2 separate regions of the Triticum aestivum genome follow, and region 1 is linked to region 2. A link is a contact called in public Hi-C data. All regions are on one chromosome and are shown on one strand. The core of a region is the stretch at or near the end of the contact, and the rest is flanking DNA. Distances in the headings are between cores, read along the strand shown. Region 1 holds the start of LOC123052723. Region 2 holds the start of LOC123052719 (extensin).

Evidence for each region. Hi-C and Micro-C count contacts between places; a contact is called where the count stands out from the background.
Region 1: a contact with region 2 is called in a Hi-C map of leaf, with 2.7 times the contacts expected there. The contact joins the promoter of LOC123052723 here to the promoter of LOC123052719 in region 2. A contact is called at or near these places in 2 of 5 Hi-C or Micro-C datasets (both in leaf).

Annotation. Positions count from the first base shown.
Region 1 is chr2D:259,981,919-259,988,234 of IWGSC CS RefSeq v2.1, reverse strand. It overlaps LOC123052723, which reads left to right and starts at 4,294. Exons shown (of 4, transcript XM_044476045.1): 1 at 4,294-4,764. The coding sequence starts at 4,531.
Region 2 is chr2D:259,460,320-259,465,981 of IWGSC CS RefSeq v2.1, reverse strand. It overlaps LOC123052719 (extensin), which reads right to left and starts at 2,707. Exons shown (of 3, transcript XM_044476041.1): 1 at 1,985-2,707; 2 at 1,472-1,636; 3 at 784-1,114. The coding sequence starts at 2,573. The coding sequence ends at 1,608. LOC123052718 (protein FAR1-RELATED SEQUENCE 5) reads left to right here and starts at 4,052. Exons shown (of 8, transcript XM_044476040.1): 1 at 4,052-4,647; 2 at 5,050-5,337; 3 at 5,534-5,662.

The sequences.
Region 1 (6,316 bases), core at 3,045-5,544, 520 kb before region 2:
CATAAAGATGACCCTCGGGCTCGCGAAAACCCGAGGGAAGAAGGCTTAGTTGGAAAATGGTAAAACCAAGGTTGGGACTTGCTGGAGGAGTTTTATTCAAGGCGAACTGTCAAGGGGGTCCCATAAATCACCCAACTACGTTGGGAACGCAAACTCAAGGAACATAATACCAGTATGACGGAAACTAGGGCGGCAAGAGTGGAACAAAACACCAGGCATAAGGCTGAGCCTTCCACCCTTTACCAAATATATAGATGCATTAATTAAATAAGAGATATTGTGATATTCCAAATATCCATGTTCCAACATGGAACCAACTTCAACTTCACCTGCAACTAGCAACGCTATAAGAAGGGCTGAGCAAAAGCGGTAACTTAGCCAAACAACGGTTTGCGAGGAATGGATGGTTAGAGGCTTGACATGGCAATATGGGAGGCATGATATAGCAAGTGGTAGGTAGCGCAGCATAGCAATAGAACGAACAACTAGCAAAGCAAAGATAGAAGTGATTTCGAGGGTATGGTCATCTTGCCTAGGTTCTCAGAGTTGTCGAAAGCTTGATCCTCGTAAGCGTACTCAACAGGTTCCTCGTTCATGAACTCGTCTCCCGGCTCTACCCACAGCAAGAACACAAGCAACGGAACCACAATCAATCACGGGAAATGCACAAGCAACATGATGCAAAACATGCATGATATGCGAGATGTGGTATGCGATGCGTATGCGTGCTCCGGAAGAAAAAGGATGAACAAGGCAGTAACTTGGCAAACCAAGTATGCCACTGGAAAGATGAGATGATTTCGGTCGAAATCGATATAAAGATCACCGGAAACGGATGCACGGTTTGCAAATGGCAAGCAAAATAAGAATGACACGATTCTGCGATTAACAGCATGATGGCACTTAGAATACAACAAGTAACTATGCTACAGCATCCCAACATAGCAACAAAGTATATGGCAGTAATCTACAGAAGATGCTTGACAAAAGGTGAACACTGAGCTACGGCTAGATCACAACATAACAGGCTCAAACAAGCACGCCAAAAGTGCAAAAGATATCAGGTTCACAGACTTGGTGAAATTACTGGACATGGCTGAAACAGCATCAGGTAGCAATGTTCAGAGCAAGAAAAACACATGCTACAAGAACTTAACATAGCAAAACAAGGTATGGCATGAATCTACTAAATGCATAAAACAAAAGTCCCTTACTGACCATGAGCCAAAAAGGATCAGAAGATCTGATGGCAACCATGTAAACATAGCAAATTTCGTTCACAGGTTTCAGACTTAGCAGAAAACAGAGCATGGCAGTAACAGAAATTATGAGGGCATCTTGGTGAGCTTGATTCACTCACCAGAAAGCAATGCATGATAGAAAAAGTATACCTACAGCAATATGGCATGTTTATGAAGCTAACCATGGCAAAGGCAAATACACAGCATGTATGGATCAACTACAACAACCTTGGCAAACTTGAATATCATGTTAAGAATCTGCCAGGAATATTTTATAGCAAAAGTGGAGCAAGATTACGACATGCTATGTCACTCCATAATTGCAAACAGGGGCATGGATGGATAGAGCACAACTATATCTACAAAACATCCTTACCGAACATGTCCAAAAGAAGCATGGCTCTCTCTGTAGGCACATGGATACATGGCAACAAAATAACAGCAGTAACAGACTTAGTGAAAATTCTAAGTTCCTGAAAACAGAAACATCACGAAGCCTAGTTTGCATGCTTGTGCTAGTCACCACATAGATCACATAAATACATGGAATACACCTCTGTAAAGATGGCATGGCATAGATCAAAACACCTGTAGAGCTCATGCCCATAAGATGCACACATCAAATGCAACAAAAATAACAAAACACCAAGTTCTGATAAGTAGCAGCAGTAAACATCATATAGCACTCTTGCACCAGAGCTTTGGGCATCAAGATGGATTCAAACGAGCATGGCACAATGGAACAAAACGAAGAGCATCTTGAGGCGAACATTTCAATATATCATGCACGCAAAACAGAGCAGTATGCGATGAGATATGATGCGATGAACATGAGCACATAATGCAATATTTTTCAGGACTTGGAGAATTTCGGGGAGGGGGGAGAAGTCAACCCTCCCAGATCTGGATCGGGCCGGCGCGGATCGAGGCGGGGCTGGTCGCCGGAGACGGAGGAGACGGCGGCCGCGGCGGCTGGAGAGGAGAGGAGCTCGGGGGAGAGGAGGCGGCGACGGCGGGGTCGGGTCGCCGGAGGAGGCGGCGTCGAGGGCGCGGGCGCCGGCGGAGACGGCGGCGGTCGGCGGCGGTCGGCGAAGGCGGCGGAGGGAGAGCCGGGGCCCGGGCGACGGGGCGCTCCCAGGCGCGGGCGGCGGCGTACGGGCCCCGCGGGCCCGGGCGGCGGAGGAGAGAGGGCTGCCGGCGGCGGTGACGTGGCGGCGTCCTATTTGACGGGCGCGGCGGCGGGGAAGCGTCCGGCCGGACCGGACGTGTCCGGCGGCGCGGGATGGAAGAAGACTAGGGTTTGATCTGCGAAATTTTTTTGGGGATCACCTATTTATAGCTAGAGGGAGCTAAGAGACTCCAAATGGAGTGCGGTTTTCGCCCACACGATCGTGATCGAACGACCGAGAGCATGGAGATGACTTAGATGGGTTATTGAGCTGTTTGGAGGGGTTTTTTGCTGCAACACACAAAAGGACTTTGCGGTTACCCGGTTAACCGTTGGAGCATTAAACGACCTCCAAATGGAACGAAACTTGACAGGTGGTCTACCGCTGGTGTACCAAGGCCACTTGGTAAACCTCGGTCCATTCCGAGAACGTTTAACACCCGCTCACGGAAAGAAACAAGATGGGTGCGCCGGTGCATGTGGGAGTGCCGGATTGTAAAACGGACAACGGGGAAAATGCTCGGATGCATGAGACGAACACATATGCAAAAGAGATGCGCATGATGACATGATATGAGATACATGACATGAACAAAATGCAAAACAAAAAACAAAACCCAACCACAGAGGGAATATCATAACACATAGCCGAAAATGGCAAGAGTTGGAGTTACAACTATGGAAAGTTACATCCGGGGTGTTACAGCTGCAGTCGCTTTCCTCCTCTGTATTCTCCTTCTGATTTCTTTCACATGCAACATCTCTCCGTTTTGACCTCCACTATCTCTCCTTCTCTGTATTTTTTGTCGGCGTTCAACACAAATTGGTAGATCTGAGTGACCTGGCATAGTTTGGTTAGTCCATGGTAATCCCATCTTATTCTCCTTTTCTCTAGCAAGGGGACTAAGAGTTTTTGTTTCTTCATGTTTTTCAATGAATGCCGATCTTCTCCTGTAGTTTTCATGTGCACCCTTTGTTGACTGTATTAATTCTGACTGTTATGCTAACACACTCCTTTGTGATGATGCAGCGGAAGGACAATTGCATAGATGAAGTGGTTGCTATGCTAATACACTTCTTGCTGGCGTTCTTTACTCAACTTTTAATATAGCCCGTTAGACAAGGCATCTTCTATTGGTAAGCGCATATTCACTTTCTATTTTATTTTATTTTTGCATGGATGTTCACTGACAGATGAAAAATGCACAATATCTTAAAAGCTATATTTTCTTCCGCTAGCTACTATATTAGTGTCATTTACCTTTTTTGGTTGTTCCCATATACAGTTGCATCCAAGGCTATACCATTAACAGTTAATATTTCTGGATCTCTTTTATTCTTTGCAATGTGTAATCAAATTTCTTATTATTGGAAACCCAATTAACAATCTTTACGAATTTCTTGAGTGATTTCCTTGCTTCCCGGCGTATTGTTTCGAACAAAATATATCGAAGGCAACAGCCCTCTAGATTAACTAATTAATTATTTTTCTTAGCGTATATATTGTATATTGAGAATTATAGCTGGTGTAATTCAGATTTATAAACAATTTGTCGGTGCATACATACACCAGTAGCCAGTTTCATGTATGTGTATCCCTGATGTCTGAATCTCCATGTAGTATTAATAAATAAATAAAGATGTAATTGCTTTTTTTCATATGCTCTCATCGGGTCAGATGTTTAGTGGATCTTACAATTTAAAATGTGTTTTCACAACATGTATTCTTACTGACTCAGATGTTTATTGAAGCTTACAGTTTAACATGTGTGTCCGCAGCAACGCGCCGGGTATCTTCTAGTACAATGGGTAAGGGGAGGCTGTCAAAATACCCACACAATTATTCCGGTTTCCAATTTAAAAAATAAATAAAAATATTCCGGTTTCCCCTGCCTCCAGTGCCCACCAGAACCGAGTCCGCTCCAATGCCGTTGCCTCCCTCCTACTCCTCATAAATTCCTCCCCCTCCCTGAAACCAAACCCTAGCGCTCCTCAATCGCACATAGCACCCCGGAAATCCGCCCAGCTCGAGCCAGATTTGGCTTTGCGCGGACCAATTAGGCACCCAATAAATCCGGGGGGGTGTCCCCTTGGGCATGCTCGCTTGATCGCGTCCGGCCCATGGGAATGTCGGGGGCCGCCAGTGGCGGTGCCGGATGCGGACGCGGAGAGTACATGAGGATCCCGGAGGATGTGGACGCTATCAAGGAGGCGGTAAAGGAGGAGGGGGAGTGCCCAAGACTGCTGCGATGCCGCGCGATCCGTTGGTGGGCGAAGGTCGCCGTACTCGGGATCTTCCTCGCCGGCGCCGCCGCGGCCGCCGTCGTTTTCCTGGGCCCACTCGTCATCAAGAAGGTGCGCCCTCTCCGTGTCCTCTCCTTTGGAGGCTTCCTTGCAACGCGTTTTCCCCCACCTAATTTCGTCACGGATGCTAGATCTTTCTTTCTGTCTTGTGTTTTGCTCATGCTGTTTCTGTTGAGTCTTTCATTTAACGCGATCTATGCTGCAATTTTTTGCCTATTCTATCTACTCTGTGTTTCCTACTAATTATCGATTTCTTGTTATTATTTTTTATTTTCCTGCTTGATCCTTGAACTATGTACTACCTCCGTCCCAAATTATAAGACGTTTTGTTAGGCTATAATTTGGAACCGAGGAAGTACCGTTTTATGCATATATAATTTTCTAATTTATGTTGACCATTACGTAAATGAACGCAGTAGTTGTTTGTGTTTTAGCTGGTCGATTTGTTATTTTGTTGTATGAATATGGATATTTAATGGATTTCATCTGGAAACCAGTTTAAATGATTTTTTGGATCAAATTGGAATGTCACTGTTGAATGAACAATATTGGAAAATTGTTCTGCTAATACGAAAAAAAAGTCAATGCCTTAATATGTTCGCTCATTTAGTAACCCAATATGTGGTGTCAGCTTGATGCTCTGGGGGTGTAGGTGCCTCTAAATGGTGGACGGGTAGGGACAATCTCATAAGACTATTGGATCCTGATATGTTTGGGAATCAAGATGCCGTACTGTTTATTCCCTGTATCCACTTGCTAGTATTATCTGTGTCTTGCAGGGATATATTTGATGCTTAATTTAATTTCTCATTGTATTTTTGCATGATTGTGAGGTTGTTTTATTATAGTCTGTTCAAAGATCTCAATTGATAGCGGAATGTAACATTGATACATGTCCTTAGATCAGGTTCGGTTATGGCTTAATTGATGTGGTTACTATTGCCAGCCATGCTTGTAGTTGGCACGTATAGAGTCCATAAATAGGGTCTTACTGGCCATGCTATGTGCGGCGGCACGCCTCGCATTGCTCGTAGGCAGCTATGTAGTTTCTTATATAATTGATGAATCCTCTTTGTTTGGTTTTACCGATTAGATGATCTTTTTCTTCCATGCATAAGGACAAAGGATGGTTCCTTTACTACTAAATTGTTGGTTTATCTTCGGCAAAAGTTGCCGCCATGACACTTTCTGAGCTAGACACTGCAATGCCCACAATGCATTTTCTTGTGTATATTTAAAAAGTCTCAACATGCTTGGTTTTAGAGGTATGTATATATGTATATAATGCATCAAATGAAGTCAGTCTTGTTCAGTTGTTCTCTAAGCAACTGCTAAGGGGAAAGGAAATCAGCCATGATGATTGAATATGTCCTAAAATCAGCTGGTAGGAATGATATTCAGGTGAATAACAGGATCATATTCTCTCCATGAGTCAAATAGTGTAAATGATTAATGTAACATGCTATCAACTTCGAAAATAACTATTTCTCTTAGTCAGGTTCAGATGGTAGAAAATAAAGAAAGCAACAATCTCTTAGGTAGTAACTAATGGAACAGTGGCGTGATTTCATCAAATTACGAACTTGTAGCAACATGGCAACAT
Region 2 (5,662 bases), core at 1,458-3,957:
AGACAATATCAATACCCAGAAACAATATTGGTTGGTCAGTCCACTAATTATTTGGTGGCGACTGTTCATTATAGATACAGATAACTCTAACTGAACAGGGGCGAAATGAATCAGTAAGCCAGAGACGTGACCAGGGGTGAGTACAAGCAGCAACACTGGCAATCATCAGCACTCTCGATTCGAAATACAACCTATTAGCAAGATTCTTAGTTATGGTTGAAGTCAGAAGAGAGCATTCACCTAAATTTAGCCAACCCAAAGTGTTGTGTCATATAAAAAATGTGGGGTTGTTACATGTGTAAAAATTGTTGTCACTGGCAAATAAGATGCAATACATGCTGTGAGCAGGAAGAAATAGGACAATACAGGGTGAGCATCGACTTGTGCCAAACACAGAAGGAACGCACTGTGCTGAACATAATCTATGAAAACAGATGTAGTGACACTTGACGCAAGAACAAAATTCTCAGTCCTTTGGAGGTATTATAAACTTCTCCGAACTTATCACAATTGATCACATGAACTAAGTGCAAAAGAAAGTGAGATCTTTTTTTGCAATATCTGTGGAAAAAAACCACTAGACAATCTAACATCTAAATAATTAGCTGCAATTTTTTTTATTTCTCTTACTACACTGATGTGCAGTATACATCTTACCAAGTACAACTGCACACGCAAACATAAGTTTGACATTTAACACCAATCCCTCTCGCACTCTGGAATAGAGACCTCTAAAACGAATCCCAGGAACACAAAGTTAAATTACAAGCATCAACATAGATATACAGTGATGGATAAGTTTAAATATCGCAAACCAAACTAAGTACCAATTCTATCAAAACTCTGCAATGCACAACTAACACACTAATTATTACTGTACATGGACAAATTAAGCTCAGCTTGGGCACACAAACTTGACTGAAGATCTCAAGATACTAAAATAATACATTTTCTAGTCCACACAGTATTCCTAGATATACAAGTTAATATGTAATTTGCTCTTATTACAGCACCCATAGCACTACAAAGGAGATCAATAAAAGCATACCGCCTCTGGGTCAAGTAAAGATATTTCCCAGAGCATTCTAGTCATCCCTCTCATCCCAACAAGGACCTGCAGAAAGTAGAAACATGTTCAGAATTTGGTTGGGTAAAGAAACAAAGTTTTTGAATACAATTGTTATTAAATTAACTCTTGAAGCACACAATTACAAAACTGCACACCACGAGATGGAGTAAGGATCTCGAGCCGCCCTGCATCAACTGCTCGTAACTACTGTAAATCCTCCAGTTTAGTCATTGTCGTTATTTATTTGGGTAACATTGTTGAAAGATTTTTAGATTCCTCAAAGGACATTGAACTATACTATTGTTGTATATTCCTAAGGATATTTCACATACGGAGCTAAAATGCAGATACATTTGGTTCAGAAAACGTAGGTTCAGAAGAAGACACAGAAGGTACCCTTACTTTTGTACTGAGGTAAACCTTTTCGCCGAACTATTGCCAAATGTTTCAGAGAACTTGAACTTCAGATTTAGAAGAAATCGAGACTTCACTTGAGTGAGTACCGAAAGATGCAAAGATTAGGCTTTTTTGGAGACTTTTACTTTGGCATCTTGTTCTTGCTGCAACCTGCAAAAAATAGGAATAAGATGAGGTTTTGTCAAGGTGAACGTACCAGGGTCTGGCGTTCGAACCATCTAGGGGATTCTGACCGAACTTTTTCAGAGCTTTTATGCAAATATGCAGCGATCAGCAAATAGCAACTGAACCTCTAGAAAAGCATACTGGCCGACATTCGTTAAGGAAATTATGCCAGAGAAATAAAATGGTCTGAGGGCTTGAAAGTGATGCATAAAGGTTTATGGTAATAAGTAAACATACCGGCCAGCAATATTTCAGCAATTGACATGGGGAAATAGAGAGGAAACTGGACATGCATTCGTTAAGTAGGTGAACTGAAAAGCGTACAAAACATACACTGAAAAAACTGAACCTCCAGAAACACACCATGAAAGTCGGAGTTGCGAATGGTGGTAGAGCTGCGGCGTTTAACGGCTCGGCGCTGTGTTGTTGAACGGCCCAGGGTGGCGGCAGTGAACGGCCGCCATGGGAGGCACCGTGGCGTTGGACATCGGCGATAGTCAAGGCGCAGGGGCATGGCGGTGGTCAGGGTGCCGGGCCACATCGGCTGGGCTAGGGACGACGTCTCCCGCGCGACCTTGACCGTGTAGCACGGCAGCGAGGTTGGTCCACCAGCGAAAGAAGGCGGAGGGGCAGCGGTGGCTGGAAGCAGGGGGCGGACGGTGGCGGGTGGAACCGTGGAAGCAGGTGGTGGTGGCGATGGCGGGTGGAAGCAGGGGGCGGCGCCAGGTGCCAGACGGGAAGAAGGTGGGGGTCGGGGCGGCGCCATGAGCCAGCCGGGGAGAAGGTGGGGGGCGGGACGGCGCCGGGCTCCAGCCGGGGAGAAGGTGGCGGGCGGGGCGATGCCGAGCTCTAGCCAGGAAGAGGGTGGGGGCGGAGCGGCACCGGGATCCAGCAGGGGATAAGGTGGCGGGCTGGGCGGCATCGGGATTCAGCAAGGGAAAAGGTGGGGGCCGGGGCGCCGCCGGGATCTAGCCAGAGAAGGTGAGATTGGGGCGGGGGTCGGGAGTGGGTCATCCGGCGGGATGGGTGCTTCTTCACGTGCCACCGATCCGGAAACTAGAGATCAGGTCCTTAGGTCTCATACAACGGGAGATGCTGAGGCGATGTGCTCAGAAAAATAAATCGGGTTTCTCTGTGCCTATTTCTATAGAAGAGACGCTTAGTTAAGCGTCTATTTTTTATAAATAAGCACCGGTGCTTAAAAAAATCTTGGTTTATTTTTCTAAGCATCTATCCTAAGCACCTCCCATTGTATAAGGCCTTATAGTGTCCAGGGGTAATAGAGTAATATTTTGTTACTAGTAACAGAATAGCCCAGTCCATATATATATATCACCCAGCCCGCCATTCATATTGATCATTTCATCACCCAGGGTGCAGAATAAGTTATTCTTCATCCTGGTAATCTTATGATCATTTCATAAAAATTACATTTGAAATACAAATAGTTACATTCATATTGATTTACTGCATAAAATTTGGCATAACAAAAAAAATATAGGTCAAAAATTGTATTTTATGTACATTTTACACTATATTTTTACATTTGTAATTTTACATAACATAAAAAAAACATTACGATGAATGTAGGTTTTCTTCCGTTCTCTTTTTATGTCTAAAATAAGACAAAATTTACGAAACGTAAAATTACGGTGCATAGATGATAAAATAAAGGTGGGTGAAGAATAACTATTCATCACCCAGGGTGACGAATATATATATGGGACTGGGCTATTCTGTTACTAGTAACAGGGGTAACAGAGTAATATTCTGTTAGTAGTAACAGAATAGCCCAGTCCCATATATATATATAATATATAAACATATCTAAAATAATAAATAGTATATATAGTATCACATGGTAGTATATATGAGATATGTAGGGTAACTACCACCAGGTGGTAGGATGAATTTTCCCTATATATATAGGTTAACTACCACCGGGGCGGGACTATTTAGAAACCTCTCTAGAGTTCGTAAATAAGCGTATTTAGGAACCCCTGTATTAGGAAGCTACAAATCAAAATCGTTGACTGATCTCGATCCACCAACCACACGACCAAGCACCGGCAACTACAGGTAAGAGACGACGCCCGTGCAGTATGTAGTATATAATAATGTTTATGTAGTACATATATTATTTTTTAGTTAGTATGTGCCATATTTTGAGTACATATTTTTTGGTACGTATTTCGCGAATATAACAAAACTATGGGCTCATATGATTTTTTTCATGAAACTTGCTTTAAAATATTTTAAATATATTGTATGAACATATTTAGATAAAGTAGTATATATACTATTCCATTATAGTATATGAGACATGTGGGTTAACTAGGATGGATTTTCCATATATATGTATATATATAGGAAGCTACAAATCAAAATCGTTGACTGATCTCGATCAACCAACCACACGACCGACCACCGGTAGCTACAGGTAAGAGACGACGCCCGTGAGCGAGCGACGGCGGTAGCCGGAGCGAGGGAGCGGGCGACGGAGGTGGCGGTTTCGCCCCGGTTAACCTGTAGCTACTCCTCGCCTCACGCAAGCGAGCGACGGCGGCAGCCGAGCTTCTCCCCGCCCCGGCGGCAGCGCCGACCAGTTTCGCCCTGGTCTGACTGTAGCTTCTCCCTGCCTCGCGCGAGTGAGCGACGGCGGCAGCGGAGCTTCTCCCCCGCCCCGGCGGCAGCGCCGACCAGTTTCAACCCGGTCTGACTGTAGCTTCTCCCTGCCACAGATGGAATCAAGTGAGAAGACTGCTGCAACTGTTGGCCCCTCGTCGAGGATGAAGACGACGAAATCAACAGATCGATTTGGTACGATTCCGCTGGCATCCCGACTGTCTCGTGTCAAAAACGTCTCAGTCATCCGATCTGAAGCTCCGGGGAACAAGCGGAAGCTGCCTGTGTCGCAGATGAACCCACTCGGCCCTTTTCACACGCAATGTGGAGCTGCTGGACGACGGCGACCTCCTCTCTCTGATTCAGCTCAGGTGCTTTTTGCTTCAACTATGAACATAACAGCTATAACCCCTTTACATAACTACCATCTTCTCTATGCATAACTGCTCAATGATTCGACCAGGCTGGGTGTTACGACATAACTGCCGAAAGTAGTACTAATTAATGTAGTTAACTATTTCCCACTGTTTGCCCGTGCTATCAAACAAGGTTTGAGCACTGAAAAATATTTTTTGCACATGCTCAGTTAGGATTGGATTGTGCCAACAGTTAATGTTAATTTACTGTTTATCCATACTCAGTTAGGATTAGGATTGGATTGTGCCAACAGCTATCAAACAAAAGTTGGATGTTAATTTACTTTTTGCCCATGCTCAGTTAGCATTCGGTGTGCCGGCAGTTAACTGTATGTTTTTTATTTTGTGCACTTACAGATAAACATATCAACTGTGGAAGAAAGCCTAGAACTAAGAAATGCTGGTACCACAGACGGTGATGAGATTACCTGCTGGACTGTTCAGACCGACACCCCGCATTACCCAGAAAAATATGAGCAAGTGTACATGTTGAAGCCAGAGGTACGACAAACTACAAGATACCCACCACCATCAACACCGGGTGATGAGAGCAGTGTACCGCATCATGGACATATGATGCGTGCTGCTATGCATAAACAATGACACCACACAAGCATGCTGGAACCAATCGTAGAGACGAGTGAGGTAAAACACAAAAACGATTGGACCTAACACTAGTGCATAGCTCCCCTTGTGCACATGCAAGTTTGCCTCTCCCCATGCCATTAAAGTGTACACTTATTTTTTTAGTTTGACATATTGCTCGCTACTTGAATACAAATAACTGTCTGTTAATTAACTAGTATTTTGATAAGAACAATATAAATGTTTGTTAACACAGGTAGAAAATGAAGCTGCTAATGGCACGGACACTGGCTACATTGAAAGCTGGACTAAAGTTGTTCATCAACAAACCTACGATCAAGACTACGAGCCTGTCTATGTTCTCAAACCAAAAACACGAGATCAT